Linked DNA regions of Mus musculus: regions 2 and 3 are each linked to region 1. A link is a contact called in public HiChIP or PLAC-seq and promoter capture Hi-C data. All regions are on one chromosome and are shown on one strand. The core of a region is the stretch at or near the end of the contact, and the rest is flanking DNA. Distances in the headings are between cores, read along the strand shown.

Region 1 (3,624 bases), core at 735-3,234:
AGCCCCAGTAGCACCTCTCTACTAGTGGCCCCCTTGCCTGCGTCGCCTACCACTGTCCCGGCGGGCCACCAGCAACCACCCCGCCACGCTGAGGCCACAGACCGCAAGTGACTCCCAGAGCCTGCTGACTCTGCAGGGCCAGCTCCTTGGCTCCACTCGGACCCGGATGATGCTACCCGGTCACTTCGTACTGAATCACTATTTTTGTGTACCTTCCAGAGTCTTTCTCCTAGGTTTCAGCCCTGTGCACCCAGATCCTCTCATCCGCAAGATTCGCTTTAGGGGGAGAAGCAGCAGACGTTCGGGGCTCGCTCACCACGGCTGGAATCAACTACTTTTCTTGCCTACATAAAAGCTTTTCCTCCCACACGCTGTAAGAACCTGGACGCGCAATTCTTCCTACATTTCAATATCCTGATCCCGAGTGTCAGTTCTAAAACAACGTCACCGGCTCCGGAGTCAAGCCTCGGAGGTAATCGGGGCCCCGGCGCCTAACTCCAGCCCTCTGTCTTTGCCGGCATGTAAACTACACAGCGGCCCATCTGTCCCTATTCTGAAAACAGCTTGATTCCTGCAACCCAAACTCTAGCCTGCTCCAAAACCCAGCCCTCCTTTAAGGGGCTGATCCGCATCCCCCTCCCACTCCCAACCCGCGTCTTCCGACCGCGCGGGAACCCTGGCTGCCCTGTGAAGGACTCTCCAGACAGCGCGGCCCACTGCGCTCGTTTCTTCCTTGGCTTTGGAAGCCAGCCTAACCCGAAAGAAACAGAAACTTCGCGCGGCACATTCAGGACCCTGCCCCATCCCCATCGGCTTTCTTCTCGGGACGCTTTCCGTGCCCACCTCCCCCCCTTTTACGAATTTATCTTCTAGCTCTTCGCCAAGGACCCCTAATCCTCCCCTCCCCGCCCAAAAGACCCAACAATACGTAGAGAGCCAGTGACCCTACAAATTCTCCTCCTACTCCTAGTTAGAGTCCCTGAGCGTCGCCCCTCGGGTTCTGGTTTCTCTGACTAACACCTCCCCCCCCCCCATACACACACACATACATACACACACACACACACATGTTCCCCTGTCCCCACTGATCCTCCGGTAAACCTCTACTCTCCCTGCCTCCCCGGGCCGGGCAGGACGCGGCCGCCACTGCTTGACTCCAGCCACCCGGCCGCAGGCTAGGGCTGCTCCCGCTTCCAACCACTCGAAGGCAGCTCGGGGCTGGTGACACCTAGGAAGCTCCAGCCACAGGGCTCCTGGAGCCCGGGAAAGGAGAACCGAAGCCCGCCCGCAGTTCCCAGCCTCGCCCCCACCGAGCGCCTAGCCAGGAGCCGCCTGCGCAGGGACTCCGGCCGACGCGCTCGTCCCTGGGCTCGAGTCCCGGGAAGCTCCGGGTGCACGGCTTCCAGCCCGCCCGCTACAGGCTCTAGGGCCGCTGCGCTCTGAGTCCGCTGCCCAGCTGCTTGCGACCGCAAACAATGCACGCCCGGCCCTGGGCCAGAGGGGAGCGGGGCGAGGCGGCGGCAGCGAGGCGGGCACGGAGCTGCGCACCGGCCGGGTCCGGGAGCGGGTGGGCCGCGCGCTTCTCGCCGCCTCCTCGCCCAGCCTCGCCTCCCCTCGCGCGGCTTCGCTCCGCGCTCTCCCGGCGCTTCCCCAGCTTCTCTCTGCACGCTCCCGCCGTCCCTCTCTGCTCCCTGCCTCCCTCCTCCCTGCTGCCTCCCTCTCTCTCCTCCCTGCTGCCTCCCTCTCTCCCTCTCTCCTCCTTGCCCTGTCGCAATGAATAATACTCTGGCTTGGGGACTGGAATAAAACACACGCGCTCTGAGGCAGCCGCCCGCAGCAGCAGCCGCCGCCGCCGCCGCCGCCTGCAAAAGCGTCTCTGACATGGAAATGAATGACAGCTTACCTGATGCCAATCTTCATCAGACTGACACCGGCGTGACAACACAGCCTATACTTCCCAGCACTGCTCGGGACGTCAGCGGCACAGGGACCCGCCCCCCGGACTCCCTCCCCCCCCCTCCCCGCGCGCGCACACCTCCCCTCTCCCCACTCCCCCTTTCTCCCCCCCCCCCATAGCCCCCACCCACTCCTGGACCCGGCCGCTTCCCAGGCGAGGAGCTGCTAGAGTGTCTCCCTCTACTGGAGGCTCGGCTCAGACATCAGGCTCTGGCCTGCTTGCTGCTGGAGAGAGGCAGCAGGCGCCCAGACCTGGGGGTTGCCTGACAGAGGTGATGCAGTGAACCCCAGAAATGCAGGCGCACCCCTACCCGGTGTCCTCCTTAGCGATCAACTGGTGACGAGTTCCAAGACACCAGGTGCTGAAGAGATTGAGAGGAGGTGAAATTTTCTGTGTACCTCAAGAGAACCCCAAGAAAATAGGAATCTTCAAACTGGCAAGAAACGTTCTCTCCATCACACCCCCACCCCATTCCTGCCCGGCTGGCCTCATTTTTATGATTGCATTTGAATAATTCTCATTACCTTGGCCCCAGCAAAGGTGCTCAGGTGGTTAGTTATCCCTGGTCTCAAGAGCTTTTTTTTTTCCCCCTGCTGTAGGCTTCCTCTGACGCTTGGTTCATCCGAGGGTTGATGGGGTGGTTCAGGGGCAAGATAACAAGGGAAAGAGCCTTATCAGAAGCTATCCCTTGGCAAATGTCAGGCAAGTGCTTGGAAGCCACTGCTGTTTCATTCTTAAAACTGCTTAGCCAGCCAGTGTGTCCCGGAGGCTGGGCACCGTAAGGTGAGGGGAGTACTGTTTCAGCTTGGGCTTGCTGGGGTGGTCCAATCTGTTCCATACACCAAACAGGCTCCTCACCCAAGTCACTTCTACAATGAAAAGCCAAATCAAGCCAGTGCAACCATGCATGTCTCCATTTAGTCAACAAAGATGACTTTCCTACTGAGTGCCAAGTATAGGCTCAGCCACTCAGGATGCAGACTGGCTCAGCTCCTACACAGAGGACCAGAGAATCCCTTCTGCCCCCCTTGAGAAGCGGTTTCAGGCCACAGGCAGGTGACAATGAATCCTGTGACTCTCACACCAGGAAAGGAGCCTGGCTGAAGCCTAAACAAAGTCACTGAAAGTTAAGGAAAAGCTAAGAGGGAATCCAGACAGTCAGGTTCCCAGAAAAGGATCTAACCCCAGCAGAGGGAGGTTACCCTTTGCTCCATTCCAAGCCTCTGGGTCATTCCTCCCCTGCCTCGGATTCCGGCAAAAATGAGAAGTATCATTAGATCCAAAGGCTCAGAGACGTCTGCATCACATTCCAGATGTGCTCTTTATCCAGGTCCTGCCAGCAACTCCACATTCACCTGCAATGTTCCTGTGGGACGGGGAGGGGGCTTTCACCTATAGATCCACTGCTACAGATGGGGTTGAAACATCTTCCCATGGACTCCCTAAAGACTTTCACTAGGTAGAGTTATGTCACCCCAACCTCTGATCTGTGGTCAAAGACTGTGGCTCCTGACAGCATAATTGCTAGTATATATTTCACATTGTATAATAATATAATAATAATGAATCCACTTGCCCTTTTTATGTAGTACAGAAACACCAGACTCACTGACCCAGAGGCTGGAGGTCAGCCTGCCATAAAGTCGCAGAGGGAAATGCATTGCATA
Region 2 (3,893 bases), core at 177-2,676, 290 kb after region 1:
AGGTGAGTAAAAAATCCGAGAAAATAACTGCTTGGTCTCTTGGGACTCCTCAAAGGTGGCAAGACTGGAGAATCTCAGCCCTCTTCAAACTCCTTCCACACAACACCCTTCTGATCCACGCTTTCCCTCTAATTCCTGCAGACACAGCCGAGGGCTCTCTTTCCCTGGAATTTCTTCCCTGTCATTCCTGGTCTCCAGAGATGCTTCGACAGCAGCCTAATGAATAGCTAATGGCCATGCAAATAGGGCTCTGGGGCTCCTCCCTTGCACCTGAGTACGGGGGGGGGGGGGAGAGAGAGAGAGAACGAGAGAGAGAGAGAGAGAGAGAGAGAGAGAGAGAGAGAGAGAGAGAGAGAGAGAATCCTTTCATCTTTTAGAGACTGCAAAGGTGGACCATGTCCAGAGTCCGGGGCCCTAGCCTAAGTTGGGCAGAGGCTTCCAGAGGGAGAGTTCCTGACGTAGCCAGCAGGGAGCGCGATCAGGCCTCTCTCCAGACTGCCTGCAGCGCTCAGGGGGGGCAGCGCTGTCTCAAGTTATTTATTAATCACTGTAATTAGCAGTAACGACCTCGCCATCGCTCTGCCAGGCTGGGTCAGCTGTGAGTCTCACTGGGGATACAAACTTAATACTAAGTTTCCTTGAGAAGATTGCTGACTTTGACCCTCCGCGTAAAAACACCTACAAAGTTGGGGGCTTTCCCACCCTTGCTCTGAGTGAGGTTTTTGAAAACTTTAGGTCCTGGAAGTGGCATCTGCTACTTGGGTGGATCACCTAGTGCCCGGTTTAGCCTTGGCCGACTGGCGACATCGTGCCCTGGTCTAACCTTCCTTCTTAGCTTGGAACTTGCCCTTTACATTTCTCCCACCTGGGGTGGGTGTGGTAGGTGGATAGTAGGAGAGATGAGGAGAAAGGGGCTCAGCAGCCCTCCACCACAGGCAAATACACCAACTCAGACGCTCCTTTGGGACCCCACTTCCCAGGAGGGCCCTGACAGGCGCCCCTGGGTCCTGGAAAAGGAGACCTTCCGTCTTCCCTTCCAAGCAGCCCTCTCATCCCGATCTCCAAATCTAAGGTCCCCATCGAACAGTCTCACCATTGAGAGAGGGATCTCCAGGAGGAAGCAGACTAGGGTTGAGCGCTGCCAGCGAGGAGTTGAAGCCGAAGAGTAGCTCGCTGGAGTTGGAGATGTCCCTGGCCAGGGAGTCCGCGAACAAGTTCATCTGTAGTAGTGTTTTAAGCAGGTAGCGCAGCATAGCGCAGCCCGCCTGGGTCTTGGGCAGGGGCCTCGGAGCCCAGCCCTTGGGTCTGGGACCCGCGGGCCGGGAGCCGTAAGCCCCTCCACAGCCTTTGCGCGCTGCGGCAGCCACGATGCCGCTGTCCTGCAGGCGTGCCTGGGTACCGGCCGTGCCTCTGCGCGGGCTGTCCTCCTTCGCTGGTTCTTCTCTCCACCCCCCCCCCCCCCAGTGCCAGAATCCCCTGGGAGCTGGGCGGGCGGAAAGCAGGTGCCACTCGGATCACGCCGTAATTAAGGGCTTAATCCGCCTTCCTCCATATCCCCACCTCCACCAGGATGGCCACTAACAGGGCCGCGCGCAAGTTAGAGTCCCCGCCCCACACTCCTCTCATCAAATGTTGCTCTGAACCTGGCGGGAGAGTCTCTCTCTCTCTCTCTCTCTCTCTCTCTCTCTCTCTCTCTCTCTCTCTCTCTCTCTCTCTCTCTCTCCCCCAAGACGCGGACTGAGCCTCTGTCAGACTCAGCCCTTCTTTCTAAAATTATAGCAGGAATTATTTCCTTTCTCGGACGTCAGGGAAACTGAGGCATTGGGAGAGCAGACACTGTTGAGCTCTCAATGTCCCAGCTTCCAGTGCCTTTCAAATTCTGGGTCCTGGAAACGTGAGCGCAGGGTGCTAGGATACCTGGGAGTGGGGGTGGAGGGGAAGAAGAGAATTCCACCGCTGGATCACCTCTCGCCCCACGTGCGCGTCCGATTCCTCCTAATCCTGTGGCTTGCCACTAGGAACCCACAGGGATACAGAGATCCAACTTGACCTGGAGTCCTGCTCCAGATGCGCCCCCCCCCCCGCCCCGTCAGGAAATCCTGCCGGGTGCTCAGAACTGAGTAAAATTGGAGGAGACCCCGAGAATCCAGGCAGCACGCACCTATTAGCATAGTGCATTGCTCCACTATGACGTGTTTTAGGAAGTTGTTTGACAGTTTTGAAGAGACCAAAAGTCTAGAACAAAGGAAGCAAAGTGTCACAGACCGGGTGAATGCCAAATTGTGTGAAACTGCTGGAACCAGATAACAGCTGTTTATCCTCCCGGTCGGGGTGAGGTGGGGTGGGGTGTGCAACAGGAAAACCAAAGCCCCGGTTCTGTCTCGAATAGGGGTTATTTTAGCCTTGGAGATGTTGCAGCCAACCATCTTTGCTTTTGCCCCTCTCCTGCACACACTTTCTCTAGACTGGAAATGATGTTGAATGTGGAGCAAGAGACCGTGGCTTTCCCATCCTGTAGGTTCTGTGGACAAGTAAGTGTTTGGATTGCTCTTAGGCTATGTAATCGTGCAGCGGCTGCTTCTGATATGTAAGGGGACACCTGCACAGGAAGACAGCTCAGAGCGCTATATGCTACTCAATTCCAGGGTGGAAGATGAAGCTGTGGCAGATTCCAAACCAAAAGCAGGTCAAGAGTAGAGGAACATGGCCCCACCAACCAGTTTGTCTCTACAATCCAGTGTCCTGCCCACGGAATTCTGGGGGCATTTAGTGCTTCGGAGTCCTCGGTCCAGGACCAGAGAGCTCAAGGTGGGATGAACTAAATGGTGAGGGCTGATGGGGCTCAACAATCCCACGGGACTTAGAGCCCTGGGAGCTGACACATCTGTGGGTGCTGAACTGGGTCCCTGGTGCATCCACCGAAGACAAAACCTGGGCAGATCTTGAGAATGGGGTAGGCTAGGGCACTAAAGAGATAGAAGTTTTTTACATCAGACCCTCATCCAGGGGCTTGCTGTAGTGCTAGACCACTTTCAGCCGGAGAGGTAAGGAAGGGGTGTGTGTGCTGAATTTGCCAATCAGAAGACATCACCATTTGAGACCAATCCCTTCAGAGTTAAGGATGAAGAGGACTAGTTCATCTGGTCTGATCCTCAGAATCTTAAGGACCGTTTGCTTGGCCTTCTGCTGGTCGGTCTTGCGGGTTCCATCACATTAGAAGGCCAAGCAAGGCAGAAACTTAACTTCATGGCCCTGCTTTGGAGCTGGAAAGGCTGGAAACCCCCTAACCATGCAGATTTTGCCCTATGCTAATCCCTTGATTTGCTCCCGGCCGGCCTCTGGGCAAACACACCCCCGCCTGGCGTCTAGGGGCTTGTCACCCTGTTAGCGGATTTGTTTCTGGAGACCGCACAGTTAATTGGCCCTTTATGTGGGGATCAGGGAGTATTTGCTCTGGGTTCCCTAAGCGGAGGCGGCAGCGCAGCCCGTGGGCACCGCTTCCTCCTAATCCCTGTCGTCTGGGTTTGGATGCTGAACAAATGGAGGAAAGCCATTTTTCTAGGACTCTTGGCCCCTATCTGGTCCATCTTGTGAATCTCACCTCTCTCTCTCTCTCTCTCTCTCTCTCTCTCTCTCTCTCTCTCTCACCCCCGTCTCCCTCCCTCCCTCCTCCCCTCTCTCCTATTTTTAAAACTAACTTAAAAAAAAAACCTCCCTATTTTCCTGATTGTCTTTCTCCACTCTTTCCTTTGCTGTGTTTGGTGTATCTCTAGGATATTATTTCTTCTCAGAAAACCAGCCAGATCTAAAGACAAAAGAAAGCTAAGGACTCAAGGGAGATGGCTAGGAGATTAAGTTATACCATCTATATCACAAGTTACTTCCATCTCCTT
Region 3 (3,499 bases), core at 685-3,184, 280 kb before region 1:
GCCCTGGGCCAGGTTCACTAAGCACCAAATGATTCCTTAGTGTCAGATACTGGGATGTTTTGTTTTGTTTTGTTTTGTTTTGTTTTGTTTTGTTTTGTTTTGTTTTGTTGGACAGGATCTCACTATATGAAGCCCTGACTGGTCTGGAACTCACTATGTAGACCAGTTTGGCCTTGACCTCACAGAGATCTGCCTGCCTGAGATTATAAAAGATTATGCCACCGTGACTGTGCCCTGCCCAGTTACTGTTTACATATGGCTATTAGACCTTGATCTCTGCTCTAACACAGACGTCTGCCAATCCAAGAGAAAGGCAGCAAGTTCCCAATTTGGTATCTGAAGAAAAGTCAGCATTTATGAGGGGAGGGGGGCGGGGAGAAGGAAGAATAAAATTTAAATGCTAAACAAGACTAAAGGACTGAACCACTGCCCAAATGCAATCAATGGTGCTATCATAAAACCAATGGACACACACACACACACACACACACCCATATATGGTAGGATAGGGGCTATAGTTCTGTGGCAGCGCATTTGCCTTGCATTCATGATAACTTAGTATCCTAGGTATAAGCTCCAGTATCCTCTGTGTGAGAGAGAGAGGGAGAGAGAGAGAGAGAGAGAGAGAGAGAGAGAGAGAGCTAGCAGTCTGCAGTCTTAGTGTTCTTTATGTACCATCCTCAAACCAACTTCACACCATGCCCCTCCCTGCAGACTGAGCTATCTTCTGGAGGTTAAGTGACTTATCCAAGTCCACAATTGGAGAAATAGAATTATAAACAATATCTCCTTGCCATTCAGAAAATCCTTTCCACAAAAAAATATGAGTAAGCATTAAATGAGAACAGGCTGCACATCCCAGGCAAGTCTCTAAAGGACAGCAAAGACTGAAAGGAATTGTACTCTTGTTATAAGTAAGTGGAGAGAACCCATTACCTTAAGTAGGCTTGGCAATTTGGAGTCAGGAGTCTATGCTTCCAGAACAGTGAGGGGTTAGGTCTTATCTTCCTTTATGGTTATATTTTGAAGCAGTGGCTCTCAGATCCCTGAAGAAACCCTTCCTGAACTGTGGGGATGGGAGGGTGCTTATTTAGCTATTAAAATTTTTATATGTATTTGAAAAGGACAGACAGAGAAACTCTAAGAGAAAGGTAATATGGAGAAGAAAACTCTCTGTCTCTGTCTCTGTCTCTGTCTGTCTGTCTGTCTGTCTGTCTGTCTGTCTCTCTCTCTCTCTCTCTCTCTCTCTCTCTGTGTCTGTCTGTCTGTCTCTCTCTCTCTCTCTCTCTCTCTCTCTCTGTGTGTGTGTGTGTGTGTGTGTGATGTTTAGGGCTGGGAATTAAACACAGATCCTTAGGCTATCGTGCACTCTATCACACTAGCTATACCCTAACATACTAGCATACACTCTAACACTGAGCTATACCCTCAGCCATCTTCCTTTTACTTTCAGTGTGGAGAGTGAAGATCTCATTTTCAATTTACACTTTTCCTATACATTATCAGGGGCAGTGCAGATAGCACTTGAAACCAGGGAAATTAACTCCAGAGTCCAGTCTTTTAATGCCTGTCTCACATTACCTCTCTAGCACAGATTTATAGTAATGACTATACAAAGGCTGGGCTGGATGAAGCGTGAAATGAAAATGCAATAAAAAATCAGCAGGTGTCTTAGGGATGCCTGTGCATGCTGAACTGCAAGAGGAAGCCTGCTTTTGCAGAGATGTTACTATGAAGTAGAGTGGGTAGTGGGGCTGCAAAAGAAGGTGTGTTTGTCAGGGTAACTCAGTCCAACTTTTACATGGAAGTGGCAAAAACTGAGACAGTGGAGCACCACATCCTGAAAGCAAAGCTGCCTGGCCCTAAGGAGATGAGGCAGGCAAGGCTGTGCCACTGCAGGAAGCCAATGGGATGATAGAGTGGGTTTGGCTGCCTGGCTGAATTCATCACCCGCCCAGTCAGGCCATTCTCAGGCACACAAAGGGCCCAAACATAGAAACACTCAGCAAAGCAAAGCGAAATGGCAAAAAACAGAAGGAGGAGGACAGCTTCAAAGAGCAAAACAAAGCAGGAAGTGCCAACTGAGTCATCAGATACCCAGGCTAGGCAGAAAAGAGAAGGAAGAGTGAGAAATAAAAGGTGCTCCTTAAATCTATTCTATGTATTAATATGCTTAATTGGTATGTGGCAAATTTATGTGTTTATGGGCTGCAGTGTCATTTGAAACATTTTAATACATTTAATATTGTATACAGTGTAATGAAAATATCCAGGTGACTGGCTTCTCTGTCATCTAATTCAAAGTAATTTCTTTCTTTCTTTCTTTCTTTCTTTCTTTCTTTCTTTCTTTCTTTCTTTCTTTCTTTCTTTCTTCCTTCCTTCCTTCCTTCCTTCCTTCCTTCCTTTCTTTCTTTCTTTCTTTCTATTTATTTATTATTATACATAAGTACATTGTAGCTGACTTCAGACACACCAGAAGAGGGCGTTAGATCTCATTACGGGTGGTTGTGAGCCACCATGTGGTTGCTGGGATTTGAACTCAGGACCTTTGGAAGAGCAGTCAGTGCTCTTACCCACTGAGCCATCTCTCCAGGCCAAGTCATTTCTTTCTAGTGGGGTTTCTCTCCCTCTCCCTCTCTCCTTTCCCCTCCCCTCCCCCTCCCCCTCTCTGTCTCTCTGTCTCTCTCTCCCTCTCTCTCTCCCTCTCTTTCTCCCTCTCTCTCCCCCCTCCCTCTCCCCCTCCCCCTCCTCTGTCTCTCTGTCTCTCTCTGTCTCTCCTTCACTCTGTATTGCTAGGGGTTACACCCAGGGCTTCCTCCATGCTAAGTAAATGTTCTGCCACTGACTGCATACTCAGACATGTGTCAGGAAGATTTACAATCCTTTCTGTTCACTGGATGTGGTAGCACATACCTACCAGCATTTAGGAGATGTAGGCAGGAGAGAGAGCTAGAGGTTATCCTTGGCCACATATTGAGACCTTGTCTCAGAAAACAAAATAGCAAGGGTGGGAAAGATGGCTCAGCATTTAAACGCATTGGTTGATCTTGCAAAGGACCCAATTTCAATTCTCAGCACCTACATGGCTACTTATACTTACCATTTGTAAGTCCATTTCCAGGAGATCTGATGCCCTCTTCTGGCCTCTGTGGGGTACCATTTCCACACAAGTACAAGGTACACAGGCATACATGTAGGTAAAACACACATACGTGGTATTAAAAAAATGTTCTCTATCGCTTCCTTCCTTCCTTCATTTCTTTTGTAGGAGTACTTACTATGTAGATCTGGCAGTCCTGAAACGCTCTAATATAAACCTATCTTTGAACTCACGGAGCTTAACTTGCCTCTGCCACCCGAGTGCTAGCATTAAAGTCATGTGCTATCATGCCTGGCTCTCCTACCCTTTTTGAAATACTCAACTGATGGTGATCTAAATCTATTCTATATCACTCAGCCCTAAGAGACAAAATGTTAAAGGTATCTATGTCTGTAATCT

The links. Promoter capture Hi-C pulls out the DNA fragments that hold promoters and counts their contacts. HiChIP or PLAC-seq counts read pairs in DNA pulled down with a chosen protein or histone mark.
Region 2: a contact with region 1 is called in a promoter capture Hi-C map of embryonic stem cells, with 5 times the contacts expected there. The contact joins the promoter of Robo3 here to the promoter of Pknox2 in region 1. A contact is called at or near these places in 4 of 39 promoter capture datasets (embryonic stem cells, liver and pre-B cells), 1 of 484 Hi-C or Micro-C datasets (embryonic stem cells) and 1 of 9 other capture datasets (liver).
Region 3: an H3K4me3 HiChIP or PLAC-seq map of neural tube shows a contact between it and region 1, with 3 times the contacts expected there. The contact joins the enhancer-like site here to the promoter of Pknox2 in region 1. A contact is called at or near these places in 4 of 39 promoter capture datasets (the HPC-7 cell line, embryonic stem cells, second pharyngeal arch cranial neural crest and 1 more) and 2 of 115 datasets of contacts at active chromatin or transcription factors (embryonic hindbrain and neural tube).

What each region holds. Positions count from the first base shown.
Region 1 is chr9:37,145,338-37,148,961 of GRCm38.p6, forward strand. Pknox2 (Pbx/knotted 1 homeobox 2) reads right to left here and starts at 1,985. Exons shown (of 13, transcript NM_001029838.2): 1 at 1,904-1,985.
Region 2 is chr9:37,431,749-37,435,641 of GRCm38.p6, forward strand. It overlaps Robo3 (roundabout guidance receptor 3), which reads right to left and starts at 1,427. Exons shown (of 28, transcript NM_001164767.1): 1 at 1,094-1,427. The coding sequence starts at 1,253.
Region 3 is chr9:36,863,672-36,867,170 of GRCm38.p6, forward strand. The region is part of intron 5 of Fez1 (fasciculation and elongation protein zeta 1 (zygin I)); the gene reads left to right. Among named protein-coding and RNA genes, the nearest start is that of Fez1, 33 kb to the left of the region's middle. Within about 2 kb of position 1,935, at least 41 of the 459 cell types and tissues checked have an H3K27ac peak or open chromatin away from gene starts, as enhancers often do. A contact at or near this core is called in neural tube, where this site is marked.